Regions from separate parts of the Sus scrofa genome. Here region 1 is linked to region 2. Evidence: chromatin contacts called from public Hi-C data. All regions are on one chromosome and are shown on one strand. The core of a region is the stretch at or near the end of the contact, and the rest is flanking DNA. Distances in the headings are between cores, read along the strand shown. Region 1 overlaps LOC102159995 (a long non-coding RNA gene). Region 2 overlaps SOBP (sine oculis-binding protein homolog).

What was found. A called contact is a pair of places that touch in the nucleus more often than the background predicts.
Region 1: a Hi-C map of skeletal muscle shows a contact between it and region 2, with 4 times the contacts expected there. The contact joins two enhancer-like sites. A contact is called at or near these places in 2 of 47 Hi-C or Micro-C datasets (embryonic fibroblasts and skeletal muscle).

The regions. Positions count from the first base shown.
Region 1 is chr1:73,826,007-73,828,892 of Sscrofa11.1, reverse strand. All of the region lies in intron 1 of LOC102159995 (a long non-coding RNA gene), which reads left to right. Among named protein-coding and RNA genes, the nearest start is that of SCML4, 160 kb to the left of the region's middle. Within about 2 kb of position 1,347, at least 25 of the 83 cell types and tissues checked have an H3K27ac peak or open chromatin away from gene starts, as enhancers often do. A contact at or near this core is called in skeletal muscle, where this site is marked.
Region 2 is chr1:73,570,680-73,573,743 of Sscrofa11.1, reverse strand. All of the region lies in intron 3 of SOBP (sine oculis-binding protein homolog), which reads right to left. Among named protein-coding and RNA genes, the nearest start is that of SOBP, 22 kb to the right of the region's middle. Within about 2 kb of position 1,588, at least 6 of the 83 cell types and tissues checked have an H3K27ac peak or open chromatin away from gene starts, as enhancers often do. A contact at or near this core is called in skeletal muscle, where this site is marked.

The DNA of each region.
Region 1 (2,886 bases), core at 98-2,597, 260 kb before region 2:
ATAAGGTGATGAGCAGGGAGTCTTAAGACTGAGATATATTTCAACATCAACTGAGTTCTGTGTTTTTGAAAGAGGAGCCATGAAGAAAATTGGTTCCTGCCATTTCTATTGCTCAGGAACCAAAGCCTCTTCAACCCTTGGATCTGGCCAGCGAGGACATCATAAATAACCCCAGCAGTGGAAAAAAAAAAAAAAGCCTTCATTTCTTTCCATGAGTTTATAAATCAGTATGTTACTCAGTTATCCCCTGACTTCATCTAATATTTTTCTCCATCACTCCACCATTGGGGATAGCGTTCTGCAGGAAAAACTTACATTCTGAAGTGTGAATTTCATCCTCTTCCAATATGGAAAAGCAGGCTCAGAGGAGGAAGAGGGAGCAGTCACTGCCAGCTTTCTGCTTGGAAACATGCCATGGAAAGGCATCCGGGAAGAATCTCGTTGGAAGATGACTCTGTCAGGCCAGATCCAGAGTTTACGGCAGGCAGCTCATGCAGGAGACTCCAGTGATCCACTAGGAGAGGTTCCTTCTCCTCCTCAGTCTGAAGGAAGCTCTGTGACACAGCTGCAGTGGAAAGTTGAACCCCAACAACCGTACCCCTGGGTACCTGGGACCTTTCGATTTGCAAATCAATTTGTCACCTTTGAGCCACAGAATGACCCCGTAACTATTGCCATGTGAAAAATGGGGAATGTGGCGTTTTACAGATGGGGAAGCAAACCCAGACCCAGAATTCACATCTAGTAAGCAAACGAGTCAGAACTCCTGTCCAGATGTTCTAAAAATAGCTGTCCGGGCTCTTCAGTCTCCACATTCTGTACCTCATTGTTTTCTGGGCGTATTCCCCTGCGATCCCACCTGCCTCGATCTCTTCAAGCTGCGGGTTGGTCAATCAGTCCCCAAGGGCCGCTTTATTCACCCGAAGGCAGAGAGAGGATGTGGTTAGTCTACTGGAAAGATCGAGGGAGGGGCTTTTGGTAACTTAACCTTTGTGCCCCTACAAAAGTGAAAGGAATTTTAAAGCGCAGCCAACAACAAACACCTTCTCTGAGTGCTGGGCGTTCCTCGCAGAGCTGCTCACGGAGCGGGCACCTGGCCAGCCCACTGCTGCCACCTTGTGGTCAAGAAACAGAGCGCCTGTCCATTTCCCTTCGGAATCACACCAAGAAAGGAAGCTGAATGCTAGGACCAGAGCGATCTTTCTTCTGTCCTTCTCGGGTTCCCCTGACAACCCCTTCCTCTGAACCCTCGGTGCCAGGGCTGCTTAGGGGCTGGTGTAACCCTCAGTGGGTGACTTCAGAGCTTCCTCAGGCCTGGGCTGCCCAGCTCCTGCCAAGTCACAGCAGCGGTCACAGGGCCCTGTAGGTGGCACCTGCTGCCCAAGGCAGTAACCAGCACACATGGCACTCACCAACCGACAGACGAAACAAGGGTTTGATCGTAAAAATAGGCCAGAACCGGACACCGGAAAGCTGGATCTGCTTGGGACCCTGTGTCTGCTGGGGCAAACCATGAGCATCAGAAGTGGGCAGAAGACACACTGCTGGAAATAGAGCTTCTGGCAGATGGCCTCTAGTGACAAACACTGTGGCAAATTTAGAGGCAGAAGTCATTGGGGGACTTGTTCCCATGTCAGCAAGAAAACACTTCAAATTCTCAGGAGACAGTAAAGTAATAGGAAAGGGGTGCCTTTTGATTATCTGTTGGCACATGCTTCTAGTGGAGGCATCTAAGTCTGGAGAGTCCATCAGTGTTTTAAGATGTAGTGTGCAATGATTTTAGATCAAGGTATTTTTAATAAATATTCATCATAGTAATCAACTGTGTGGTTGTGTGATTCACTTAATAAGAATTTCAGACAGTTCTATTTCAAAGCACCATTACACTCTGTAGCTATGGGTCCTGAAGTAGATCATTTAAACTCTAGCTCCTGTTTCCCTACCTATAAAATGAAAAGACTGAATAAATCTGTATTTCTTAAAATGTGGCTTGTGAACATAGGTACATCTGAGTCACATGGTCTTATTAAAAACCCAGATTTTGATATTACTGCTCTGAGGTCTGATAGTCTGCACTTTAGTCCATTCTTCAGGTGATTCTTATGCACAGATCAAGTAACTCCCTAAACAAGGTGAGGTGGGATCCAAGATTTATGGAGATCTATATGCACCAGGCACATAGTAGATCTTTTCCTTCAAAGAGCCCACAGTCCTGCTTGGAACATAGCTGAGTGAACAAAAGCTCTAGCAAAGGACAACAAATGCGGTGGGGGAAAGAGGAGAGAGTGAGTGATGGCTGCGGGCTTCATCCCTGAGGGCTTCTTGGAGGCGGTGACACTGAAGTTGTCTGAAAAGATGAGGTGACCAGGTGCAGAGAGGGTGCTGCTGACAGAAGTCAGGAGGGGCCCCGCGGGCCTTGTGAGCAGCATGTGACTTTCCGTCCAGTCCTAGGATCCGCGGGGACCTTTAGAGCTCCGAAGCCCCACCCCCACAGTGAGGCCAGCATCTGTAAGAGGAGAGGAACACGCGAAGGATCAGCTTGACGTTTTCATTTGATCCAAAAATGGATCCAAAGCTCTGGTAATCTCATCCTCTCCTTCCAAAGCAAGGAGAGGTCAAGTCCTCACGGAGGGAGTGCCCAGCCCCACACGTGGGAGAGCCCTGGGAGCTTCCGAAAGCCTGGGATTCTGCATCAGCTCATTACTTTCTTAAGAAAGGAGGTTTAAATAGCCTCTTTTTCTCCTTATTTCTCTTTCTCTGTTCCCCCTTTTCCTTTCAATTTCCTTCACTCTCTAATATTTAAAACTTTACTTTCTGGAGTTTTTGGAAAGATGCCTTAAAAAAAAAAAAAATCAGCCCCACCTTTAGTTACCTGCTACATGGGAT
Region 2 (3,064 bases), core at 339-2,838:
TTTGGAAAGCTCACTGAAAGTAAACCATCCTGGAAGACATGGAATGGTCATTGTTTTCCAAGAAAGGCAAGATGTTCCTGCACACAGACACCAAGCTGGTCTTAGGAGCCTGGCCCTTCACATAAACCTGCTGTGTGGACAGTCTCTACCTTTCACCTCACACATGGGAACAGACTAGGGAATAAAAATAAGGTCACTTACCATTTGAGGTAAAAGGTTTTATTCAAAACTGCCACATAAATTCATCCAGAAAAGTATATTCCCTCTTTTTTTCACATTTCATTTTATTTTAAGGTATTCAAGGATTTAGAGGGATTCTGGACTTGTAATATGCACGTCGTAAGCCTCTGGAAGAGCCTGTGAAAGACTCGGATCTAAAATATCATTTCCTAGAGACGGTGTTTTCTGTAGCTGGGTTCAGTGAAATTTGCACTAGCAAAGTCACTGCATTTCATCTTTATCTCGTGAATAAAAACAAGTACTCTTGTTTATTGATTTTTTTAAGTCTTGGAAGCAAAATGTTGTTCATGGAGCAAGTCTGAAACCAGGAGATAAAAAAATCTTGGTTTGAGCCCCAGGTGATTACTTTAACCAGAGGTGGGCAAGGTGGGGGAGACCCAAGCTTATCCAACCACTGCAGAGGGCTGATGTCTGTCTGGTCAATGGAACTGGGAGCTATTACACTTGAAAAGCAACAAAGACCAATATAAGATCTTTGTTTAAAAAAACCATATTTAAAATTCATTTTGAATGCCTTTACTTCAATAGTCAAACTTGGGGGAGCAGGGCAGGCCTAAGTATGGAGACTCGCTATTATACAGCTCTTAGAATCCATGCTCAAAGTCCTTCACTGGTACAACTCTCTCTGAATGAAGTCCCATAGGGTTGAACCCTTATTAAGATCTCTAATATGAGAAGAATTACAGCAAGGTTACAATGTAATTAACCTGAGTTATCTTTCAAAATTCTTGCTGATATATATTCTGTCACTTCAGACTATGCTCATGCTGTGATTTTTTTTAAATGAGCAAAGAAAGAGGTTTTCATATTCATTCTAACTTAAAGGATAAAGGAATGCATGCATCTAACAAAAAGAGTTGGTTGGTACTTTCTATTATTTTCTAATATTATTTTTACAAGTTATTATTTTAGGTGATTCTGTGTGGCAAAACCTTATTCTGCCCACTTCCAGAGTCTGCAAAAAGTCTGTGATTCTTATTTAAGGCTCATGGTGATTCCCTTCGCTGCTTAGAAGGGAAAAAAAAGTAAAGTGGGGCTATTATTCTGTGTTTATAACAAGTCTATTACCATAGTAACGACTGTGATGTCACAAACCCTACGCCAAGGGGCAGATTCTGTCTCTGAGGGGGGAAGGGCAGCTTAGCTTTGGAAATCAGATGAAGCTGGATGCAAACATGTGCAGCCAGAGCAGGGTCAATGCATGTGGTAACCACCAAAGCACAAGGAGTTCCCCTTCTCTGACAGAAAGGGGGCACAGGAGCAGACAGGCAGTTCCCCAGGCCCAGGAATAAGCTACACCCACACTTCTGTCTGCAGCTGTGCAAAAGGAGAATGGAAATCCAAATGAGTATGGTATCACCGTGTTCCGATCACGAGTATTCCACTGGGCCCACTGGCTGCCAGACGTGGACAGGATCCAGGGGTGAGCCTGCCTGAGCACATGAAACACTCTCTGGAGCTAGTGCCTGACCAGATGGAGCCCTCTGGCACCTCAGAGGAAAAGCAACTTGTCTCTGATGGCAAGACGTTAAAACCAAGCTTGGGTTTTGCTACGAATAGGTTATCCAGGTTCACAGAACCACAGATACTCAGAATCAGAGAACTCATCATGTCTCCCTAAGGATGTAGACTTGAAAAAAATAACCTTTTGCAGGAACAAGCTGCATCCCCTGTCACTAGAAAATCTGAAGTAGCAGGATAATAAGTATTCTTATTCTGATACAGTCTATGTAAGTTTTGTGTAAATATGCAGAAAAGGCAACTTTATATTAAAAAGAACCCTGGGAGTTCCCGTCGTGGCTCGGTTAACAAATCCGACTAGGAACCATAAGGTTTTGGGTTCGATCCCTGGCCTTGCTCAGTGGGTTAAGGAACCGGCGTTGCCATGAGCTGTGGTGTAGGTTGCAGATGTGGCTCGGATCCTGCGTTGCTGTGGCTCTGGCGGAGGCCAGCGGCTATAGCTCCGACTGGACCCCTAGCCTGGGAACCTCCATATGCCGCAGGAGCGGCCCTAGAAATGGCAAAAAAGACCAAAAAAAAGTAATAATAATAAAAACATAAAATAAAATAAAAAGAACACTGGGTTAGGAGTCAGAAGACATTAGCACTAGTCTTGACTGAAGTACTTAGAAGCGACCTGACCTTGAGAAAGCCATTTAACCTATTTGAGCTTCAGTTCTTTATTCAATGATATCTAAAATGCTATCTCCCAGGGTTATTATAAAGACCAAATTAAAAAAATAATAAATTTGAATGAGTTTCACAAACTATAAAGGGTTTAACACAAACAAAAGTATTATCAGCATTTTCACATAGCTGGTTTACAGTACAACAGGAATAATTTGACCACTAATAGCTATTTCCTCACCAGAAATCCAAAGCATACATGCAGTCCTTGTCATCCCTGTCCCAAGAGGTGGACGGACACATGCATGACACAGTCAACTCTATTCAGGGGCTGATTATCAAGGAGGCTTTTTTTTGGTCTTTTTACAGCCGCACCTGCAGCATATGGAAGTTCCCAGGCTAGGGGTTAAATCGGAGCTGCAGCTGCCAGCCTACACCACAGCCACGGCAAGGCAGGATCTGAGCCACATCTGTGACTTACACTGCAGCTCGTGGCAATGCTGGATCCTTAACTCACTGAGCGAGGCCAGGGATCAAACCAGCATCTTCACAGAGACTAGGTCAGGTCCTTAACCCACTGGGCCACAAAGGGAATTGCTCAAGAAGCCTTTTGCTTCTAGCCACTGTATCACTTATTAGTTTGCCTCAGGAACTCCATGTTAACCCACAGCGAGCTAGAAAATTGACAGCGACTGTC